Regions from separate parts of the Mus musculus genome. Here regions 1 and 2 are each linked to region 3. The links are chromatin contacts, called in public ChIA-PET and HiChIP or PLAC-seq maps. All regions are on one chromosome and are shown on one strand. Each heading gives the region's core, a stretch centred on a gene start, on an enhancer-like site or on the middle of the called end of the contact. The rest is flanking DNA. Distances are from core to core; before and after follow the strand shown. Region 1 overlaps Gm46288 (a long non-coding RNA gene). Region 2 overlaps Nxn (nucleoredoxin). Region 3 overlaps Abr (active BCR-related gene).

Evidence for each region. ChIA-PET counts read pairs in DNA pulled down with a chosen protein or histone mark. HiChIP or PLAC-seq counts read pairs in DNA pulled down with a chosen protein or histone mark.
Region 1: a contact with region 3 is called in a FOXA1 HiChIP or PLAC-seq map of pancreatic cancer cells. The contact joins two enhancer-like sites. A contact is called at or near these places in 2 of 15 datasets of contacts at CTCF or cohesin (the NIH/3T3 cell line and large pre-B cells), 6 of 484 Hi-C or Micro-C datasets (LSK cells, bone marrow-derived macrophages, cortical neurons and 2 more), 14 of 115 datasets of contacts at active chromatin or transcription factors (the HPC-7 cell line, bone marrow-derived dendritic cells, bone marrow-derived macrophages and 10 more) and 2 of 9 other capture datasets (macrophages and pancreatic islet).
Region 2: a contact with region 3 is called in an RNA polymerase II ChIA-PET map of memory CD8 T cells, with 178 read pairs. The contact joins two enhancer-like sites. A contact is called at or near these places in 5 of 115 datasets of contacts at active chromatin or transcription factors (embryonic midbrain, embryonic stem cells, memory CD8 T cells and 1 more) and 1 of 9 other capture datasets (liver).

The regions. Positions count from the first base shown.
Region 1 is chr11:76,645,823-76,648,962 of GRCm38.p6, reverse strand. All of the region lies in intron 1 of Gm46288 (a long non-coding RNA gene), which reads right to left. Among named protein-coding and RNA genes, the nearest start is that of Gm46288, 21 kb to the right of the region's middle. Within about 2 kb of position 1,277, at least 51 of the 459 cell types and tissues checked have an H3K27ac peak or open chromatin away from gene starts, as enhancers often do. A contact at or near this core is called in bone marrow-derived macrophages and pancreatic cancer cells, where this site is marked.
Region 2 is chr11:76,259,975-76,262,854 of GRCm38.p6, reverse strand. It overlaps Nxn (nucleoredoxin), which reads left to right. Exons shown (of 8, transcript NM_008750.5): 7 at 1,189-1,313. Among named protein-coding and RNA genes, the nearest start is that of Mrm3, 18 kb to the right of the region's middle. Within about 2 kb of position 1,409, at least 88 of the 459 cell types and tissues checked have an H3K27ac peak or open chromatin away from gene starts, as enhancers often do. A contact at or near this core is called in memory CD8 T cells and pancreatic cancer cells, where this site is marked.
Region 3 is chr11:76,477,943-76,480,642 of GRCm38.p6, reverse strand. Abr (active BCR-related gene) reads left to right here. Exons shown (of 23, transcript NM_198895.2): 4 at 1,463-1,648. Among named protein-coding and RNA genes, the nearest start is that of Timm22, 72 kb to the right of the region's middle. Within about 2 kb of position 1,327, at least 150 of the 459 cell types and tissues checked have an H3K27ac peak or open chromatin away from gene starts, as enhancers often do. A contact at or near this core is called in bone marrow-derived macrophages, memory CD8 T cells and pancreatic cancer cells, where this site is marked.

The DNA of each region.
Region 1 (3,140 bases), core at 28-2,527, 170 kb before region 3:
TGTCAGCATTGCTAGGCCTGTAAACTTCTTTTCTCTATTTTTAAAATCGATTTTTATTTATGTATATGGATGTGTGTGGATGTGTGCCACAGTGTGCTGATGCTCCTGGAAGCCAGAAGAAGGCATCGGGTCCCCTGGAGGTGGGGTTACAGCAATTGTGAGCCTGCTAGTGTGTGTCCTGGGAACTAAACTCACGTCTTCTATAAGATCAGCAAAACTCTTCATCACTGAGCCATCTCCCCAGCCCTATAAACCTCTTTCCTTTATAAAGCAAGCCCATCTCAGGTGTTTTACTACAATGATGAAAATCTAATACAGGCCTGGGTCTCAGGACCACTATCTTCACAGCCACAGAGCAGACACACAACAGAGTGAAGGGAGACTGGCTGTGGCCCCTCAGAAACTAACAGCTTTGCAAGGAGGAGGACTCTGAGATCCACTAAGCCACCTCTCAGGAATGCTGGGATTAAAGGTGTGGTCCACCACCCGATAGGCTAGTGTCCTTCTTGAACCCCACAAATGAATGGAGGTAGCTTTTCAAGCTATGCTCATGGGGATAGGAATACAACTGTCCTAGTTGGCTTCCACTGTCATCTTGACACAGTCATGACTTGACACAGAGTCATTTAAGAGGGGAGCCTCAGCTGAGGAACTGTCTAGATCTGATGGTGGGAGAATGTTTTATTATTAATCAATGCAGGAGGGCCCAGCCCACTGTGGGCAGCACCAGCCCTAGGCAGGTGGTTTTATATATATATATATATATATATATATATATATATATATATATATATATATATAAAAGCTAACTAGGCATGAGACCACATGTCGGCCAATTAGGAAGTAGCATCTGTCATGGCTCCTGCTGTACTTTCTTGGGCCATGAGTTCATATCCTTGTCAGAGGTAGTATTTCATGGACTAGCAAACAGTCCCCACTTCAGGTTCCTGCCTTGACTTCCCTCAACGAAGGACTTGTGACTTGCATATATATGTAAGATGAAATAAGCCCTTAGGTTGCTTTTGGTCAGAGAGTTTTATCACAAGATCAGAAAGGAAACCAGAACAACGGAGCAAGACTTGGAAACTGCTTCCTCGAGCAGGCACACTGCTCCCAAAACCCTACAAGCCCTACAAGGCCTTGTATCCTCCTGGGTCTCATCTAGCAGTTCCTGCCTCAGCCGCACGAGGGAGCCTTTGCCACTCCCTGCTGTCTTCAAAGTCCCCAGTCTCCTTAGGACTCCAGAAAGGGGCCAGCCTTTGAGGCTCTCCTGCCATGCAGAATGAGTTCCTTCTGAGCCCTGGGTGGCACAGGAGACTGGCGTGAGCTCGGGCAGCGGGGGAGGTTTCAGAACACAAGGCTATTTTTAACCTGGCACAGATGCCCTATTCCCAGCGAACGGAGGGGGTGGGGTAGGTGGGAAGCAATCTTGCCTTCCTGACTTATTGTTGTTTCATTAACCACTTCCGATGTTGGATACGAGGGGCATCACCTGGTTTCGTGGCTATTCTTCCTTGCCACAACCCCTTCCTGCTTCCCACTGCTCAAGCAGCGTTCTCCCCGCAGGGGGCAGAGAAGGAAGGGGAGAAAACGGGATTGACCAAGTGACGGTGACTAAGGGTGAGGAAGGGGTAAGCATTCTGTCTTGTGCTGTCAGCAGTGGGAGTGGGTCCAAAAAACCACTTAGCCCCTTAAATTGCTCACTTCTCCTCTCTCTAGTGGGTGTGCTCTAAATGGCTTGGAAAACCATTGCAGCTAATCAAAGGCAGCTGGAAGAGGGCCAGGCTGGACCCAGCAGGGGGCTGAATTGAGCCCGGATCCATTATCGCTACCCAGTCCAACATTTTAGTAGTGGGTTTCCGTCTGATTTCAGAGTGAGATGATTAGGTCATTATTTGTTAAATTATACCTTTTAATTAGTGGATCTATTAAAATGAAAAGCCTGAGAGAGGCACACAAGCCTCTGGGTTTTTGTTGGGGATTTATAATTACCACTGTTTAGAAGAGATTAGTGGGGGGGGGGGGCGGGCGTTAAAACCTTTTAAGAAAATCCTGGGAACAGAGATGCCAATAAGTAAGATATGGACCTTGCCGTTGCAGCTGTCTGCATCATTATCCATTTCTCATTACTGCAGAAAATGGGGGTGAAAGGGCCGAGGTCTAGCTCAGCAGTACAGCAACTCTCAGCATGCTGAAGGCCCTGGGTTCCACCCCCAACGCCCAAAATAATAAATCAAGGAAAAGATAATCATGCTTGGCTATGGCTTAGCATTAGAACATTTGCCTTGTGAGTCCCCAAGTTCCATCCCCAGCACTTACAAAGTCTATATAAAGTCACGCAGATTCTCTCTCTCTCTCTCTCTCTCTCTCTCTCTCTCTCTCTCTCTCTCTTTGGTGTTGGGGATGGAACCCAGAGCCTTACGAATATTCATAAATACTACTGACTGCTCCTCAAACCAGTTAGTTCAGTATTTTCCAAAGAGCGCGTCCAATACTGGTACTGAGAAACTAAAGGAGATCATGATTTTGGCCAGTACAGTGAGGAGTTTTAACCCATCATTCATTCCTTATAAGTTTGTGTTCTTGGGCGGTAGGGAAGTTGCGGGTGGTTAGGGGAGCGAGATACTGGATCTGTCTATGTAGACGTAAGCCTTTGGGGAGTTTGAGTTGGTCTTTGGGAGGAACCAGCAGGGATAATATGACGATGCTGTTTGGATTTGAGCTTCCTTCCTGTCGCTGTCCAACCTAGCTTTACAGAGTCCGCTGGTTGCAGAACGGCCTTAGTCCAGCAGAGGGCGCGTCACCGCCGGTTTTTAGACGCTCTCCGCTACAGGACGACACATTAGACCATCTGTGAGAGCCCAGCAGCATGGCTCTCCTCTCCCGCTGTGTTTCTTCTGTCTCTGCTGTCAGCAAGGAAGCCGATCTCTGCACACATTTGGTCTCTCGGACTATCAGAGGCCGCGGAGGCACATGCTCCGACTATTTTCATCTTTTTACTTAAAAGCAGCTCCTCGCTGCTCGCTTCACCACCAAGGGTATCTAAGCTACTTCTAAGACTTCCAGATCCGAAAGCCTTCCTTCCAGTTGCTCTATGTTCTGCAGACCCCATTGACAGCAGGCGGGGTGCCTCTCCCCAG
Region 2 (2,880 bases), core at 160-2,659, 220 kb after region 3:
ATTCATGGCTATCCCCCTGCAGGCGGTGGTCTGGAGCAGCTACTGCTCCTGCTGCCAGCTGGGCAACAGGTCAGGCAGGAAGATGGCCCCAGCCCCCCATGAACAGACCCTTTGTTGGGAAGGGAGATGGGGAGGGTGTTGCTTGCATAGCAGCTGTAGGGGGTGGGGCCCCCTCGGGCTAAGGCTCATCCAGGCCTGCTGCCACTTTCCTATGCTCTAATGAGCAATTCCGGGGAGCCACTAGAGCTGGCCCGGCTCTACCAGGTGGAACCCCGCTCCTTCACCCTCAGAAGCTATGTCTCGTGGCTAAGTAGAAAGATAGGAAAGTATCCCTGCAGACTGTGGCATGACTCAGGATGCTTTCACCACCCATGGCCAAGGAGGCCTGGGGAGTACCCTCAGCACCTTGCTACATTCTCTGGGGTCTGGTTTCGGGACCCTAGCATCAGAGCTGATAAGCAGACTGGGCCAGTCTTAGGTAGGAAGGCCTGTCACAGAGAAGCAGTCTTGAATTTTTTTTTCCTGTGGGGTTGTCTTGCCTGTTGCAGGTCCTCACACCCACATCCTGGGCCCTGTTTGGAAAGAGCTCTGAACCTGGGGACAATTCGGGACATTTTGGCTTTCTCCAGAAATGTGGAAACCAAGTCCCTGAGAAGCAGGACAAGTTGGATAGTAAATTAGATGAAGGTGTCCCCAGAGATCGTGTCTGGTCACCATGAGCCTCTTGGGCAGTATGACACCTGTGGGTAGACTCCTGTATCCTCTGTGTGCCTCGTGAGGATGCTATGCTGACTCCCACCACAGGCTTCAGCAGCCTCAGCCTCATGTGGCCATTCCTCATGTTCTCCTGCAGGTCGTCCCAAGCAGGTCTGCCTACCAGGTAGCTTTGGAGCAGGTGTGGAGTCCCATCACCACCAGAGCTGCAGAGGGGACCACAGTCCTCGGCTCTGTGACTGGGAGAACACTCCTAGGGGCTCAGGTGTAGGCATGGGAGCAGCAACCTATACAAACCCTGTATAGGTTTGTGAAGAACCTCATGGCAGGCGCTGCATGCTGGTGGGTAGGGTTCGAACTGCTCACTGAGCTGTTTGTGTCTAGTGAGCCCAGTGTGTCTCAGGCCCATCTCTGGTCACTGAGATTTGACAATTTAGAGTTGCTTGTCCTTCTTTTTCTGTTCCCCTGTCACAGACTCTGAGGACGACGGAGAGTCCGAGGCAGCCAAACAGCTGATCCAGCCAATAGCTGAGAAGATCATTGCCAAGTACAAAGCCAAAGAAGAGGAGGCGCCGCTGTTGTTCTTTGTGGCCGGGGAGGTGAGTGCGGAGGACAGGCCTGGCGTCCTGGGTACATGCAGGATATGAGTGATCTTGGCTTCTGGAGGTCTGAAGGGACCTCTGGGTCTGAGCTGATTGTGCCACACGCAGATGTAAGAGGAAAAGGTGTGCCCTTAGTCATCAGAAACCACTTCCTATCCCTGCTGTATCCCCCGCCCTTCCTTCTCACTCAGCAGCCCTCAGAACTTTAGGAAACCCTAGCGGATCTGTGTCGTCCCCCCACCCCCCGCACGGCTGAGAGCAGCACAGACATCCTTGCTCCCATCCGTGCTGCTGGATCAGAACCAGCCCCTGCTTTGCATAGATAGTACCAGCCTGGCTAATCCCACTGTGCCAGCCTGCAACACGGGCTTAGCCATCACAGGGATCCCGACTTAAAACACAGCTGAAGACACTTGGGGAGGTTGGAAATTGCTGCTGTCCCCCATCTGTTGCTCTCAAGGCCTAGTTCTTGAGCCCTCACTGTGCCAGACTGAGCAGGGGACATCCCCAGGGTCAGATGATGGCAGGTGCCCGGCCACCCTGAAAGCCTGGGAGGCTGCATCCTACAGGCACCTGCATTCTGCAAGATGGCCGTGATTGGCTGCGCAGGCGCTCTCCTGGCTCCTTCTGCACATGCTCATTGCCTCTCTACCCCACCCCAGCACCCCTCTGAGGCTCACATCAACAGACTCTATGAGGCCACCCTCCAGCTTTTCCTGCCCAGGTCAGAACCTCCAGTTGGTCAGAGCCTGTACACTGGATCCCAAGAGAAGGACAGGAAGACAAACAAGAGAGGCCAGACAGACACCCTAAGCCACCCATTCATCTCCTCAGTAACCACCCCTGGCTGCCCTGCTGGGCCCCTTGCAGGCAGCCCCAGTTGCCCTGCCCAGCTCTGGGGTGGAGGGGAACAAAGAGGGTTCACAGGCTCCTGCAGGGGAGAGTTGGGGGGGTCCCAGCCGCCCCACACAAAGCATAACAAGGCAGCTCTGCATGTATTAAACTCTAACCCCTGGAGAATAGCTCCTAAGAAAGATGGGTGCAGAAGAGAAAGGCCAGGCCGGGGGCAAGGCGGGGATTCAGGAGCACAGCTGAAAAGCCTTTGCAAGTTCTCTGTCCCCTAGGCGCCTTGCCAGGAACTTCACCTGCTGGTCTCCTTTGTTCTTCACCCTCTCACGGGGAACAATACTCATTATCCTGTTTCCTAGATGAGGGACATAGGCTTTAGCAGGGAGGAGGGCTGGGAGCACCGGGGGCTGGTTTCCTCTCTTAGCATCCTAGGTGTTAGGGATGGGATCTGGGCTCCACTGATGTCCCTTGCCAAGGCCACAAAGTAGGTAGCAGAGAAGGAACTGATGGGGTTACTGTGACTCCAGTGACAGGGCTCATCCTTTTCTGACAAATGGACCAGTTCATGCCTAGAAGGACAGACAGACTTGGGGCTGCTGCCCATGTGTCAGAAAGCTAGGCAGAGTCCCCCATGTCATCATCCATTGCTCCACTGAGATACCAGTCAGTCTTTGGCAACTGACTCGATCCAGCCCTCTGTTCTTCCGCTCAGAAG
Region 3 (2,700 bases), core at 78-2,577:
AAATGGGGAGTGACTTGCTTCCAACTAGTAAATGGCAGACTCTGGCTGCAGCCCATACTGCCTGCCCTGACCAAGATTGAATCCCATCCTGTTTTTTAGCAAGAACCTGTTACTAAAGGTTACTTGGTTCTAGTGCCAGGAGGGTCAGTGGGTCTTCTTGGGCCTGGCTTTGTCTTGTTTCCGGACTTTGTAGAATGTAGAGGACAAAGAAAGTCAACAGTTGGACATTGTCTGGATATATGAGACTTGGGCTTAGCCACTGTCATCAGGAAGATGGAGTACAGTTAGGATGGAAGGCTGGCCTCTGTGATGAACCCAGGTTGGCTGTCATAGCACTGAAGGAGCCATTGGTAGCTCTGCTTCCCTCGGTGTAGGTGATCTCACGGCCCAGCACCTCAGCTGTTAACTCTCACACTCTCTCCTGGAATGCTTCTCTCCTTAGTCGGCCCACAGCCTCATCCTGTGTGTCGCTGACAGCTCTGGTGAGTCCATGCTGACTCTGTCGTCTCCCACTGCTCCCAGGTCTGCAGGGAAACCCTTTCCATACTGCCTTAAGGTTGTAGGCTGTTCTCCCTTGCCTATGTGTGCCTTCCCTGTCCATATTTCTACACCCTGTCTCTTGCTGGGCCATTGCCCAGTCACTGCCAGGGACAGTCACTGCCCCTTCCACTGAGGGTGCTGGTGATCTTGGTATAGATGAGCAAGGATGACTAGCTGCTTTCATTTTCATGTCAACAGGCATTGAGAAAGAGTCTTGTGACCAAAACCACACTCAGTGGGAAAGATCATCACGCTCGCTTAGTAATGTCTGCATGTCTGCCACGGATGTGGAAAGTAGGAGGGTGGCATGTATGTACCCGTTCCTCTCTGAGCTAACATTGGTTTCTTTTTTGAGACTGGCTCTCACTGTGTTGCCCAGGCTGGCCTGCAATCCTCCTGCCTCAGCCTCTGGAGTGCTTCCAGTACAGATCTGGCTTGAGCTAGTGTTGAATCTCTCTTTGGTTTTACCTCCTGAGTACTAGAACTGCCTTCTGTTTCTCAAAAGGAAACAGCCAAGGAGCTGGCCTCCCAGGTAACACTGTCCCACTGAAGCATGACAAGGAGGCTTATGACTGGGGCCTGAGGCCATTGTGGAAGAGACTAGGAACCTGCTCAATGGACCAGTGAACACACACAAACGAGCCAGGGGTTGTGAGCTAAGGTTGTGTTGGGGAAGGGAAGTGCTGTGGCTACTATGTCAGATCGCTGCTGCCAGGTTCCCTCTCTCTGCATGTGGCTTGTTGGGACCTGTGACAGCAGCTCTGAGAAATCGTGTTTCAGGTGCTCTGACTTCAGCGGCCCTGCCTAGGCAGAACTTGGGCGGCGCTGCATGTAATCAGTGTCACAATCTGCCCAGGACCTGCCAACGAACGCTCTGGTTCATTCATCACCACCTTTGTACTTTGTTCCTCTTCCTCTTCAGCCCATGAAACCCCTGAAGGCCACAGCCACCACCTCCCAGCCTGTGCTCACCATCCAACAGATTGAGACCATCTTCTACAAGATCCAGGACATCTACGAGATCCACAAGGAGTTCTACGACAACCTCTGCCCCAAGGTGCAGCAGTGGGACAGCCAGGTCACCATGGGCCATCTTTTCCAGAAACTGGTGAGTCTCCCATGAGGGCATGTCTCTATGGCAGACTGGTGTTAGAACTGGTCACTCTAGCCCTCTTGAGGCCTGGGTCACCTCCAAGCCCTTGGAGGCCGGTCTGGACCTGGGTTCTTTAGGGCAATTGGACTTGGATCCTCAACCCCAGCCCCCATCCTAGTGGAGCCTTGAAAGTGCTTCTAGAGAGAGCGGCAGAGCCAGGTCCTGTGTGTGAATGTTCCTGGGGAATGCTGGCTTTGTCTGCATGGGAGTCCTTTGAGCACTGGAATGGAGCTTCCTCTGCCAGGACGCAGGTCCCTCTGTCACTCCATGGACAGAGAAGTGTGTGAGGAGGCTGCAGGAGGATGACGCTTACCTGAGACCTTGGAAGGCTGTTGCATCCCAGTGCTGCCTTTACAAAGTGAAGCAGTTGGCTGGATATGGTCCTAACTAACAGTTGGTTCCAGAGTAGAGAGTATCAGCCGGTGTTACCTGCTGCTGTTCACAGGAGAAGAGCACAGGTTTAATGTTGGAGGATGTTCACAGAAGTCCTCTTGTTGCTAAGGCTTCCATGACACCCTCCCCCTTAGCTCTGCCTGAGCCTGCTTAGACCAAAACACTTCCTGACCTCTGTAGACCGTAAATGGTCTTCCCCATTTACCTGGCTTCTCTCCATCAGTGCCCAAGTTGGAATGACCTCAGAAAAGCCTTTCCAGGCCCCATGTTTGTCCCTCATGAACACTTATTTAAAATGCACCTGTCTTTCCCATCTTTACTGTGCCCACCAGTGTAAACTCTGGAACAGTTTGTATTTTCTTCTCATTAGACTCCCAGAACTAATGGACTCCACTGCTAGATGAACAAATGAGTGGATTGATAGACACATTATGAACTTTTTTGGGGCTGGAGAGAACTTGAATGTTGAAGGTGATACCTGTATCCTGACAGCCATGTTTTCAAGGCCACAAGTGTTGTAGGGACAAGCACAACCAGAGCTCGTCACAGCTGGGTTTGAATCCTGGCTTTGCCATAGGTGGTCCTGTGACAGCTTACCCTCCTGTTCTCAGCTT